Regions from separate parts of the Triticum aestivum genome. Here region 1 is linked to region 2. The links are chromatin contacts, called in public Hi-C maps. All regions are on one chromosome and are shown on one strand. Each heading gives the region's core, a stretch centred on a gene start, on an enhancer-like site or on the middle of the called end of the contact. The rest is flanking DNA. Distances are from core to core; before and after follow the strand shown. Region 1 holds the start of LOC123061638 (ubiquitin-conjugating enzyme E2 5A). Region 2 holds the start of LOC123058420 (pathogenesis-related genes transcriptional activator PTI6-like).

Region 1 (7,250 bases), core at 2,400-4,899, 590 kb after region 2:
ACAAATCAATAGGTAGCTAGATCTCCCCAGAAATAAGTCAAGCTACCCATATCTTTTCTTAATGAACACCTGTTTTAATTATCTGAATCTTACTGTTAAACGATGCATTAATTTGGAAATAACAGTTCTTTAATCAAAACCTTATAAGTTACAACTGAAGTGTATTCAGAGGCCCATCCTCACATATCAGATGTTTAATTACTTTGAACAATTTCGAAATGGCTGCCGCTTATGTTCAGGCCAGCTTGGAACTAAACCCCACCAAATATCCCAATATCCAGCCAGGGATTTTATTCTAATTGTATTGACAAGACTTACAGTATCCACCATGACGAGACTAATGTCGTTTGTCAGATCGCCTAAGGGTAAACACCGTATCTCCGTGAATCACTGTGATATTAATCACTGATTGCGTGATTGCATCAGTTACCGTTGGACAAACTGTGTCATGTTACCCTGAACCACGAGCTGTGGGCACAACAGAACGAGCAAGACATTGAATTTTGCGCTGCGTAATATTGCAGCTTTTCTGCTCTTTCTTCCTGCTTTTATTTCTTCAGAAAAGGGAAACAAGTCGTAGCTCATGCTCCACTACCAAACATGTAATCACATGTCCCGAGCTAGTGCTATGCATGCTACAAAGTCGTCGAGGAGTGTACAGACCGCATCCTCTGGGCAAAAGCTAACTAAACTGCTGAAAAAATTCTAACAAAAAAAAGACCGACGGTAAAGGGCTGCTGCCATATGCAACGGTTTTTGGGTTGGGCCAAAAATGCTGCCATGGCAGACTTATTTGCCTGCGACGCGAGCGGCAGGGTTTAACAGGCCACAATCTCCCTCTTCAACCCTGTCATGAGAGGATGGCGATGTCGACGATGCCGATCAAGGCTCGAAGCTCCGGAATCGTACACGCCCAAGGGACTTCATCAGGATATCAGCCTTCTGCTTGTTCATGCCGATGAACTCCGCGGTCCCATTACTGTTCTCAATTAAGTCATAGCGGAGATCGATATGCTTGTTGCGATCATGGAGAACTGGGTTCTTGTAGATTGAGATTGCACACTTGCTATCAATGGGGCAACCTCCTGGTTCAGAATTTCTTCGAGGGGTGAGAGCCAGATTCCCTGGCATGCCGCGGTGGCGCGGGGATCATCGGCCCCTCTTGCATTGAGTCGCCGCAGGCCATCATCAGCCTGGTCCCTTGTCCTCCTCGGGCTAGACAAGGTTCCCCGCCGCTGCCGCCGCCGCCGCTTCATCGCACTGCTTCTTGCGAGAAGGAATCTTCGGACGTGCGCCGATGATGACGAGTCCAACCCAAGGTCGGTCTCAAGATTTTCATCCCTAAAGCCAAGCTTCCATCCACCACCTTCAGCAAGGGCACGATGCTGGCGTGCGTCGACATAACCTGATCGGAGATCTAGTGTTTCCACCGGAGTGCACATGCTCGTCATTGAGGTCACCTCTACCATCAACACTTGTTCGGCTACCGACGCCTAGCCAGCCGAGTACCGCAGGAAAAGGAACCGGAAGTCAAGAAGTCCCATACAGCCTCGCCTTCGGTCACTGACGCGCCACCTTCGATCCAACAACAACATGCATAACATGACACCTCCACCAGAGCCACCATGCAGCACCTGCCGTCAGGCATGATTTGACGTCTCCGCATGAGACATCGTGCGTAGCACCCGCCGGTGGCTTCACCTGCCGGCGACAGGCATGCTCTGACGCCTCTAGAAGAGACACATGTCACTCACTGAGCCGCATCGAACCTGATCTGTTGCCGCCATCCTCAAGGAGGCCGTCACCACTGCAAGACCCAACCACTCCATCATCCACTTAACCACGGAGGCGCTACCATCGAAGAAGCCGGGCCGCCGTCCCATCGCCCAACTCTTGCGGCACCATCAGGTGATGCCACATCGAGCAAGAACACAGCCAGAACACCACCGCCAAACCAGATGCAGGCTACTGTGCTGCCATGCAACAACAGCGGCCGACAACCACCACACAGGGGCGACAAGAGGAGAGAGAGGGCTTTTTGGCCCGATTCTCCAGAAACCTTATTTGGGGGGAGAATTTCACTTCCCGGCCTCTGCACCAACTAGGGATGCACACACCCTTTTTAGTATGAGTACCAAGATTTTTATCTTGAAGTGTAGTCTCACCACATATCAAGCATGGTCCTCCAATATATTATTTGTGAGTACCAAGATTTTAGCTTGATGAGTGACCACACATCAAGCTTGGTCCTCAATAAACGGGGGAAACCCTTGTGCATCACCTGACAATTCTAAGAATTGAACCCGGCTGGTTAGACTGCACAACCGCATACCTAACAATCGAGCTAAGGCTCTCATTGCAGGCAGCCTTCTTTGCCTGTGACGCGGGTTTAACAAGGCCACATGTCAGTACATAGCACCGTTGATCCAAGTCCAGATTCATGCTCCCCGCAAAAAAAAAGAAAAAGAAAGTCCCAAGTTCACGGGTAGTTTTCACCAAGAACTCCAAGCACACATCGCACCTTCTCCCCTTCCCCTTTTGGGGCAAGCAGAGCATAAAGCGTCACTCCAAATAGCTGTCAAGCAAAGCATTCTTTCGCGGCCGGTACAGTCACGGAAGACGCGAGCGTGTGCACAGCAAGTCATTCCGAAGCATAGCATACGCACAAAAATCTGACTCTTCACACAAGGGCATGTCCTAGAAGTGCAAAATCCAGACCAAAAGAAGCAAGAAAGGAGCAAGACCTGCGCTGCATGAGGTAGGGGGGTCCTTCTGCAGATCCTTAAGCTCCTTCTGTATCCTCTTGGACGCCATCGCGCCCTTGCTCGCCGCCCTGTTTTTCCCCCCAAGAACCAGAGCAGAGAAACCATCAAATCTGCTGCCATAAACAGGTTAGTACACATCACAAAGAGGAACTGGAACGGAACAAACCTCTGGCTCGATCTCCTCTCTGCCTCCTGCTTCCGTTTCTCCGCCCCCCTCCTCGCAAGAACCAATAATGGGACGGAACTGGGGAAAGGGGCCAGGAGCAGCAGGGCTATATATGTAAATGGGCCTCCCGTTCCTTTGCTCGCTGTCTGTCTGTCTTGATGCAGGTTTGCGTGCTGGTTTTATTTATTCGTTTCCGTCGAATCGTCCTTCAATGCGGTTGGGACCTGCTTGCTTACTTTTTAGTGGTGCGGTGCCATGGCTGATCGGCAAAGGCGGGTGGCATCAGATCAAATGCCCCATCCATCCGCTGCACTTGCACCGACCCCCTTTCGTATTAGTGGCTGCTGATGAACAGGGTTATACCCTTCTTTTCTTCTCTCAATCAACGCCAATAGATTGATGGATGGAGAGAACTGACGTGGAGTGACACCGACGGAAAGGCAGCCGCGTCTCCTCCTGATATTATAATAATCGTGAATGAAAAATAAAGAATCTGCAGATTCTGGTGGGAGGCCCTGCCGACTGATTGATTCCTCGTGGCCTGCATGTCAGTGACGGGGCGAGAGAATCCAATTCATGCAGCCCAAGTGGACATGAGTGGAACCCGGCTTTTTGTTTGGGTGGCTGATTGCCTGACAACCGATAGTGATGTTAACACAAGAAAGCTACTCCCTCCCTCGGTCCATAATACTATAAGAGCCGTTCTAGTATCAAAAACGCTAATGGAGCGTGCGTCACAAGAATCTGCGGGAATTGAACTGCAATGTGTGAGAAACTGACACTAGTTTCTAGAATACATTCCTTTCTTCCAGCTGAAGCGTGCTATCTTGATAAGCTTACCCTATTTTATTTTATTTTACTTGTTCAAATTCCTTCCATTCTAACAAGCCATATATCAATCAACGATTGGTTCTGAATATATGCTGAGACACTAGTTGAGCCTTATGAGACACACAACATGCAGTTTTATAGGTATATATGCTGAAGATGAATAGAAGGCTAAATACAACAGTTCGGGAAATGTGAATAGAGCAAATAAATATCAAGGTTTGAATGATGCCGATAAACACGCCGGAAGGATGTGATCAGTGTACGGGTAAGAAGGGATGTATCATGTTCAAGGACACCGGTCGAGATTATTCATCTGTTAGTTGGGGGCTAGTACACAAAGTTTAAACAGAAAATTTGACGCCTTCATCGTCTGCTGAACTGCCCTTAAAGATAACTGCCTTTCCCTTCTGTTCCAGCAGCCTCAAAGCTCGCATGAGGACACCACGATCAATTCCCGCAAGTTCTGCAACAGGCGCCACAGGAGAGAATGATTCAAACTGGCCACAATACTAAGACAACTTTTATTATGAGCGAGGGGCATGGCCTATGTATTACTTTTCTTTTCTTTTTTGCGAATTATGGGCTGTGCATTAGTAATGAGGCACCAACACCAACTTATGTCACGGCCTAAGCTCCAGAGCGTAGCTGTGCAGGGGAGGTTGCATCATGGCGTGATAGCAGCAGGAACAGGGTTTTCAGAGGATAACCTCTGGCTTATTCATTCATCATATAACATAGATTATCCCTGGCTTTATAGAATAGCCACCCCTAAAAGGAAAAGTGTAACTGCATATTCCAATAGATTCTTATCCAAACTAACCAACTAGGGAATCAAGAAAAAAGAACTTATCAGCCTAGGCTTAGCCAGACGGCTCCTCCTGAGGCTTGTGCCCGCTATAATACCAAGCCCACATGACAAGTTGGGTAAACATGGAAATGTGTATCCAACAGCTAGCCAAGTCTAAATCCTACTCCCTCTGTTCCTAAATATTTGTCTTTTTAGATATTTCAAATGGACTACCACATACGGATGTATATAGACATATTTTAGAGTGTAGATTCAATCATTTTGCTCCGTATGTAGTCACTTGTGGAAATATCTAGAAAGACAAATCTTTAGGAACGGAGGGAGTACATGTATATTACTGTTTCTACCGCAAATTGCTTCAAAGCAAGAAAATAAGCTTAGCGTCACGGAAATATTCAAAATGAAAAATCTAATCTTGTTGGCTAAATGGGGGAGAAGCCCTCCATTAACTGTGTGTTCACTTAGATAGAAATGAGCCTTCCGCGGATCGAACGTGAGTGGGTGGGCTTACACCATAAGCTCCAAGCCAACCGAGCTAGAGCTCGGTTCTCAATGGAAAATCTAATCTCATCACCATGAAGTTTGGTATACTTACCGGTCCCATGTGTTTCAATTCCAGAGCGTATATCTTCAATTGTTGTTACTTCCAACCCATTTTCCTTTACCTACAAGCATAACACATAGATAAATATTAAGTCACTGCCACTACTCATTGATAAATTGATAGCTTCGAAAGAAACATGTTTAATAGAATACAAAGTCTTACGAAGTCTAATATGCAGTTAGCCCAATCTTGAATCCGCAGCCAAAGAACGAGACACTTCTTGTGATTTTTGTCAATCCACTCTGCGCGCCCTGCAGTTTGAACTTGGCTTTAAGTAGTTGCACACAGGCCAGGGGTAATAAAGGCGTCCATTACCTAGAAAAACAAAACTACACACAGCTACAACAATAACTAAAGGTTTAATGTTGTGCAGAATAAACCTTCACTAACAAGAGCTGCAAGGAACACTTCCTTTGCTTCATAGCTTAGAGATCCTGAAAGCATGCAAGTTCAGTGTAACGTCAATAGGAATGTCCAAATGCATTGTAAACTCATCGAGTGAACAAAATTTTCATGTATACACTAGTCCGGCATGCTCAATAGGCTCCATAGTAGGCCTTAGGAACACATTACCATCATGCCAGATCACTATGTCATAGCACTTTCAACACAGTAAGACATATTTTTGCTGAATTGCAGTCTTGCAGAAGAGTAGTAGTCAAAACACAAGGTTCAGACAAATACGACTTACTCTCAATCTTTGGATTGGAGAACAACGGAAAATCTTCTTCCAGGGAGATTATATACATCTTTTGACTTCTACAGTAATCAAGTATCAGCTCTTTCCATAGCTGCACTTGCTTTTCACGTGTTTCTCTCACAGGCTGCAAACTGGGAACAAATGTTCTCATGATATTATTATCAGTCCATGAAAATATCAAAATTAGTGTTTAACAGAAGTTTTCAGAGTTTGTTTTAAGACAACATACACAAAAATTCACTTACACTACTAAAACAAATGTAAGAATTAGTAAAGCAAGGAAATGCTTCAACTGCTACACACACTATTGGGATATGAAAGAAAGATGATCTTAACATCACATATCAAAATAGATAGGCTTAGACACTCTGAACCAAATACCATGGATGCTATGAAGTAGAAATTTGCAAAGAGAGACATTTGAGTTTTAACCGACGGCAGATTCTCTGAAGAAACAAGTGCTTAAGCTTACTAACACAATTCCTTTAGTGATCCTGATCTACAAATCCTGCTTACATATTCATTCTTCACTTACACAATAACATTAACCACCCCGTGTTTTTCATTTCAAATCTATAAAATGTCATTTCATACCTTATTGACAAGCTAGCTCAGAATAAAACAAGGGATGAGAGATTAAAGAAATTTACATGATTTACAATGTACTCCATGATTATATGATACTCCCTCAGTTCCAAAATATTTGAGGTTCTAGGTCTGTCCTAAGTCAGACTTCTTTAAGCCTGACCATGCATATAGAAAATATATTGGCATCTACAACATCAAATAGGAGTATATATAATATGAAAATATATTTTGGGACGAATCTGATAAAACTAATTTGGTGTTTTGGATGTTGGCATATTTTAATAGACATTGTCAAACTTAAAAGAAGTTTGACTTAAGAGAAACCTAGAAATTCAATTATTTTGGAATGGAAGGAGTATATAAGTTTAACCGTTATGAAAGGGCAGGGTATATACAAAAATCACGAACCACTTTTTTGTACAATTTGCACAGTAAATCATTGCCAAACAAATACTCCATAGTAGTGGTAACAAATGTTCCCTCTGTTCACAAATATAAGATGTTTTGGATATTCCAATATGGACAACATATGGACTGAAATAAGAGAACAAACACACTAAAATGATATAACATCCTATTCAGAAAAAAGTTAGAACATCCTATATTTGTGAAGGGAGGGAGTATTTTGGAACGAAGGGAGTAATTCAGTGAAAAGCAATTTCATTACTACCATAGTAGTTGGAGCAGAAGTTAACTGCACAACTTTGTTACCAAGCACTGATTAAGAATCTCCTACTCCCCCTATACGGCTACACATACTGCAGAATGACAAATCATGCAAAATGTTC
Region 2 (6,706 bases), core at 1,372-3,871:
ACTTCAGCAGTACGCATATTAAGGAGAAGTTTTTTTTTTGTCTCAAAAAAAAAGCAGTACGCATCTTTGTCTCAAAAAAAAACAGTACGCATCTTCGTCCTCGCCGCCACGTCGCTCCTTGCCGCCGATCTCAGCTCCCCCTTATCTTTTGCGCTGTCTCCTTCCCCATGTGGTCACCTGGGTACGTGTTCTTGCTCGGGGGCGCTACGTGGGTGGTGGTCGACCCGACCGCCTCAGCCAGGAGCCAGCCTGCAGGACCACGCCGCTCTCACTCCCCCTGCACGCCGCGCCATCGCCCGCTCGCTCCATTCGCATTCACTCCCTCGCCCTCGCCACTGTCGGGTCACAAGATTCACACGCGCACGCGTACGGGGCTCGCCGCCATAACTCCCTGCCCGGCCGGCCGGCCGGAGCCGAGCCCGATCTCAGGGAAAACGCGCCGCTGCTGCACCCGGCGTAAATGCCCGCCATGAATACCCAAACACCTGCTCCTTACAAGGGAAGCCAGCGGCCATGTCTGTATCTATCGCACGGACATGTCCGGCCCGGCAGGCGGACACTGTACCGATGCAAACTCCGGCACGGCACTGCCTCGATCCCAAGTCGGGGTGGTGTGAGTGAGCGTGATCGAGCCCCGTTGATCCGGCAGATAATTTCGCAGCTTGGCCCCGACCGACCACCAAAACCCGCAAGCTTTCCGCGCAACTAAATCATGGCCTCCCCATTTGGAGCAGTGAGCGTTTGGACCACGCCGCGGAGCCGTGCCAGCCAAAGCACGCATGCACCATGCTAGCTGTGGACTGTGGAGTGGAGTGGAGAGTGAACAACACCTATACGTACGTACATGTACGTACACCCTGCAGCGTATCGGAGTGGACAGTACTACACAAAACTTTGACGTAGTATAGTACCCAGCACAGCAGTGAAAACTCTACCCGGATCATACATTTCTCTTCTTGTCGACCCAACACAGCAGCAACGCACACGGACATGTTACAAATACACGGGGACACACCACACGTACACGACAAAATACCCTCGACATACACCAAAAAAGATAGGGAAGCAAGCTCCGCCGCTCCCAACTAGAAAATCGCGGGAAGCTGGTTGAGCGGGAACAGGTCGCGCAAATCCTGGAAGAAGTAGTCGTTCTCCTGCACCGGCGCGGCCCACGGCTCGCCGCCGGCGGACGCGTCCCACGAGGCCTCCTCGGCCGACGACGGCTCGGCGTAGAGGAACCCGGACTGCGGCTCGAAGTCCCAGAAGCTGCTGCTGGAGTAGACCGGCGCGTCCTCGAACGGCACGAACTCGCCCAGCTCCTCCGGAACGCTGAGGCTGCTGCCGGCGGCGGCGTCGCCCTGACAGGCCTCCGAGTCGCCCCTGTCCTCCGCCAAGGACGACATGGACGGCACCTTGCGGAGGACGGACGTCGGGGACGACACCGCCTGCGAGGACTCGGCGCCGGACTCGTACCCGGCCGCCGTCAGGTCCTCCTGGCCGCCCTCCGAGTTGGTGGACGTGGAGAAGTTGGTCGTGGCGGTGGCGCCGCGGAGCTGAATGGCCGCGTTGTCGTACACGCGCGCGGCCTCTTCGGCGGTGTCGAAGGTGCCGAGCCAGACGCGCACGCCACGCCACGGGTCGCGGATCTCCGCCGCGAACTTGCCCCACGGCCGCCGCCTGACGCCGCGGAACTTGGTGCTCTGCGCAGCGGAGCCGCCGCCCTTGGCCAGCCTCTTCCGCGCACCGGTGCACCCACCAACACGCCTCGGCAGGTCGTCGTCTCCCGCGCTGCACTGCTCCGGCGAAGCAGCAGCCGCCGCCGCCGCCGCGTGCACCAGCGGCGCCGGGGCCGGCGGGAGCTCCCGCACCATCCTTCCCACCCTCCGAGCGGCGCAGCCGTCCTCCTCCTCGCTGGACGAGTCCGTCACGTCGGGATCGTCCCAGTAGATTCGCACCGTGCGCGACCGCGACATGGCACGCGCCACCACCGGAAACCACACAGAAAGGAGGATGCCGATGTCTCTCTCGCCCAAAACCCCTTTGAAGACAGACGAGGTAGAAAGCTCAGAACGAGCCCCCTGGCCCCAGCAGGAAAGGAAGCTGCAGCCTTAACCGGGCAAGCTGACGATCGATTGAGCGGGCGGATCGCTCGCTCCTGCTCCGCGCGCGGATCGGCAGGGGGATAAAGACCAAAGGAACGGCAGCAGTGAGGAGGACGGAGTGACGATGAGAGCAGAAGCGGGCGCAGGGGAAGGCAATAAAGACGGCCTCCTCCTCCTCCTCCTCTTTACCTTCTTTTTATTTAAAAAGGCGAGCAGAAATGTAACAGAGCAGTAAAGCCGCGAGCCGTGCTCTGCGTGCCGCGAGGCGCCGGGATAATACTAACGGTTTTCGAACTCCGTAAAATCTTGGCTCGACGAGAGAGGAACAGAGGAGCGTGGAGCGCAGCAACGAGAGCGCGAGGAACAAGGAGGGGAGTGGAGAAGAGAAGAGAAGAGAATGAGAGCAGAGCCTCGGACTCGGAGATGGCTGAGCTGAGCTGAGCTGAGCTGGGAAGCGGTGATGGGATGGGATGGGAGATTTGGGGGTTTGGGGAGGTTTTTGGGAGAGTGGACTGGCTGGGGTTCGTTAGCGCCGTCTTATAGGATGCCCCGGCCCGACAGGCCCTGCGGGAGCCCACGCCCGATCCCGCCGTGAAAGCGTTTTTAACTATCTCTGCCTCGCCGGCCGTAATTAAAGCCTGCGGGTTTAACCTCTCCTCCGGCCGCGTTTACTGCTGCTACTTGCAATGCGATGGCATTGGTTTACGGGGCAGGTTCCATTTCAAATCCCGCGCCACTAGTTTAATTACCCAACCCCGAGGAGGAGGACGAGGACGCCTCCGTCCATTTTACTCGTAGCTGTAAACTGTGCGCGGCGCCTGCAAAACTGCTGCCGTGTCTGGCACTGTGGGTAACTGGTGCCGTGGTCGCCGGTTGGCTGGCTGGCTGGATGTGTGCAGTGCCGCAGCGCAAGGGGAGAAGAACTACGGGGGCGATGCGTAACGGGTATGGGCTGGGTAGGCAGTACGGGCTGGCCTGCTCCAACTGTGACGCCGTGAGCATCACTCCACCGCGCGTTGTGAATTCTTTGAGAAAGACGGATGGTAGCTGCACTGTTTTCCTCGCTGAACATAGGTGGAGTGATGCCACGAAGGCATGACGTGCTCCCCACGCTGCACGCGTTGGTCGACGATTCCCGGTCCCTCGGGCGTAGCGGCGGTGTGGACGGCCGATTCCTCGTCGACACTCTCCTCACTGCCACTGGCGGTGGTTCTGGTTCACCCAGTCAAGCCCGCACCGATGAGCCGCGCGCTGGGAGTGTGTGCCCCAGTCACCCCATCCCTTCCGAGCTCCGGCTCCGGTGCGAGCGAGAGACGGAACACGGTCGCGTGCGTCCCCGTCGTCATATTTCTTTTGGCCGCCGTACGGAGGCCGACCCCGCGCCAGCGTGGTCCCTGAGCGGCGGGGGCCGCCGGGCAGGCAGTGCCGGTCGCTCGCACTCGCACTCACGCGGGACGCAGAGGGGATGGATGGAGGATGGCGCAGGGCAGGGAGGAGCCAATGGCGGGTGGGGCCCGTTGTGGCGAGGGTGCAGGCAGGCATCGGATTGCGGGAGGCGGGAGGTGGGGCGGCACGTGATGCCGGTCGGTCCTGGACGGAAAGGAAACTCCGGTCAATTCGTCGGGCGGAGCACCGGCGTCAGGGAGCCTCTGACCCGGAGGACGGAGAGCCATTTATCAACTCCAACCAAGGACAGCCTCAAGGCGCAACACCAAACCGTCCCTAAAATGTCTAAACATGACACTCTAAATATCTTTTGCCATCCAACGGCGATCATATAAATTGTTCGAAATGGTATGAAAGTTGAGATCTCGTAAACCAGAATCTCTCCGCTTTCGAACCATCCCACCGCATTCATGCAGCTTAGAACAAGTACAATAGAATGGCGTAGCCGGCCTATAAGAGATGCTCCTGCCAGTCATCCATAAAGTGGACAAGCGCCTGTCGGGTTGGCTTGCCACATTACTTTCTATGGGGCCCGCCTCACCCTCCTAAACTCTGTCCTTGTTGGCATACCTAGCTATTTCATGATCTGCTTCCCATGGCAGAAGGAGTCCATATGCAAGCTGGAGGGTTTCTTGCGCGTTTTCCTCTGGCAGGGCAAGAACAAGATCAAGGACGGCCAATGCCCTGTAGCCTGGGATCATGTTACTCTCCCACACAGCTCTGGTGGCCTTGATGTTCGAGACTTGGCTGCCTACAGTCAATCGATGTTGTGCAAATTTGTGGCAAAGGTTTTACAACCCTCAGGCGTCCCCTACTATATCTGGTTTGCCATGCAGTATTGCACAGAGGATCTGTCTCTAGCTGCACACCGTGCTGATACGGCCTTCTGGAAAGGTTTCAAACAATGCATTCCTCTGGTTGTCAACTCTACCTGCTGCTCGCTTGGCTCTGGGCCCTGGTTTCCTTCTGGCATGATTGTTGGCTTGACTTCGGCCGTCTGAAGTTCTTGCCGTCTGTCCTCTACTCCTTTGCGAGGGATCCGTGCTGCTTCGTTGCTTCGCAGTTCTCCCAAAATGGCTAGGAGGTCCAACTCCATCCAAATCTTTCAAGGGCCGCGCGCTCTGAGCTGCAAACTTTGCATGAGATTCTGACAAACGTTGTCCCCGTCAGTGATTCTGAGGATGCCCGGTCTGCTACCACTTTTGGTAAGGGTGTGTGCATGAGGTACTTCTACAAGCTGCTAACTTTCCGAGGGGTTCAATATCCGTACGAGCAGTGGGTTTGGGACAAGCTTATTCCCTTGAAGTACATAACCTTCCTTTGGCTTGCCTTTTGGGGAAGGCTAAACACTAGGGATAACTGCTGAGTAAATAGGCAATTTTTCGACTAATTTAATCCATAAATAAATCACTAGCATGGCATTGACTGAATTGACGATGTACTGGCTCTGATCTAAACATGCACGTACTAATCAAACAGTAGACAAATCTACACATACTGCTAGTACTGCTAATACGAAAATAAACTGGAGCGGGATAAACATGTTATACCCTCCAGTAGGCCAGGCAGAAGCCGCCACGGCGGTGGCGGCAGCAGCAGTGTCCTTGGCGGCCTCGAGCTTCTCGGCGGCAGCACATTCAGCGTCGGTGGACATGATGATGACGAGGGCGATGCGGACGTAGAGGAAGTAGACGAACAGCGAGCAGTCGCGTAGTCGCTTCCCAAAAACCTATTCGTCCCTCTCCCGTACAGGAACCAGAGGGACGGGGTTTCGGAGACCTGCTCTCCCGTCGACCGTGTACGCGGCGAACGGGATGGAGTCACCGGCGGCAGCAGCAGCAGAAGAACGACGATGGGCGTGCGCGTGAGCAGATGCGATCTGATCGTGGCGTCTAGGGTTGGGAGACACCGCACACTTATATAGGCGCAGCCGCGTGGAGAGACGTGGGCTCGACCCATGTTCGAGTCCGTGACAGCCCACGATCCGACGTCTCAGATCATGGCCCAGCTGTCAGAAACTCCTCGTTAGTGACTGGCAAATATAAGCGCGTAGGTGTGAGCTCGGCTCGGGTCAATCCCGCAACCTGCGGCGCGGCGTGGCGAGGCGGACGACGGAGGAGGAGCGCGCGAGGGCCTCTTCTCTTCTCAAGCTCCAATAGCATGTGGAAGACAATCCCTTATAAAGAGGTCCAACTCCTTCTCCACTAGCGGGGTGGGACTAAACTTTCCACTACACCTAGTGCCAATAAACCCACATGGGCCCTTAGAGATTTTCAGAAATTGCTATATGGGCCTAAAGCCCATCTCAAATTTCAGCAACCCCCCACCAGATTTCGAGGGCCCATTGTGTCCTCTGTTCCAATTGCTGTTTCAATATACCAGTGTTTCAGTGAAGACCTGTTAAGGTTGAGCTTCACCTAGAGCAAGTAGCTACACTCCTTCACAACTGAACAATGGACTATGCCTTGAATTGTCAGTTTGGCGTAAAGAAGCTTCACCACATGTCTTACTAGTACTAGGCTGCCGAAGGCTGACCCCTCAGGTGGAGCATATAAGTCACACTCCTGGCCTATTCATGAGCTTACTAGAGATCACCCCAATCTCATAGACTGTGACCAGCAGTCGGGCTCACATAGGTGTGTTCCTCCAAAGATCGCTCTGTAGGATAGCATCTTGCTTACATAAGCTTTGGAACACATTAAGACAATAGTCATCCTACCATACAGTATTGAGAGTATTGCATCTCCAACGGAGTGGGTTAGTATAGTTACTCTCCTCAGTTCACCACTGGCTTGTTTTCCCAGGTCCTACTTCACGGGATCTCCGATCACATAGGTTGGGTTACCACCATGGCAACTCATGTGGGTCTCATACCCATCTCCCTCGATGCATTATCTATCACAACACGTGATAGCCCTTTTGTAAAGGGATCTGCCAGATTCTTAGCCGTATGGACATACTCCAACGCTATCACTCCGGAGTTTCTTAATTTTCTGACAGCTTTTAATCTCATTCTTATGTGTTTGTTGGACTTCATGTTGTCCTTTGAACTCTTCACCTTGGTGATGACAGTCTGATTGTCACAGTTCATAAGGATAGTCGGAACCGGTTTATCAACCAATGGCAGGTCCATCAAAAGGTCTCGAAGCCATCCTGCT

Evidence for each region. A called contact is a pair of places that touch in the nucleus more often than the background predicts.
Region 1: a Hi-C map of leaf shows a contact between it and region 2, with 5 times the contacts expected there. The contact joins the promoter of LOC123061638 here to the promoter of LOC123058420 in region 2. A contact is called at or near these places in 2 of 5 Hi-C or Micro-C datasets (both in leaf).

The regions. Positions count from the first base shown.
Region 1 is chr3A:457,363,971-457,371,220 of IWGSC CS RefSeq v2.1, forward strand. LOC123061638 (ubiquitin-conjugating enzyme E2 5A) reads right to left here and starts at 3,650. Exons shown (of 5, transcript XM_044484817.1): 1 at 2,932-3,650; 2 at 2,745-2,833. The coding sequence starts at 2,814. It overlaps LOC123061637 (vacuolar protein sorting-associated protein 25), which reads right to left. Exons shown (of 7, transcript XM_044484816.1): 3 at 5,866-6,005; 4 at 5,555-5,608; 5 at 5,337-5,425; 6 at 5,166-5,235; 7 at 3,948-4,225. The coding sequence ends at 4,104.
Region 2 is chr3A:456,777,383-456,784,088 of IWGSC CS RefSeq v2.1, forward strand. It overlaps LOC123058420 (pathogenesis-related genes transcriptional activator PTI6-like), which reads right to left and starts at 2,622. Exons shown (of 1, transcript XM_044481150.1): 1 at 920-2,622. The coding sequence starts at 1,973. The coding sequence ends at 1,086.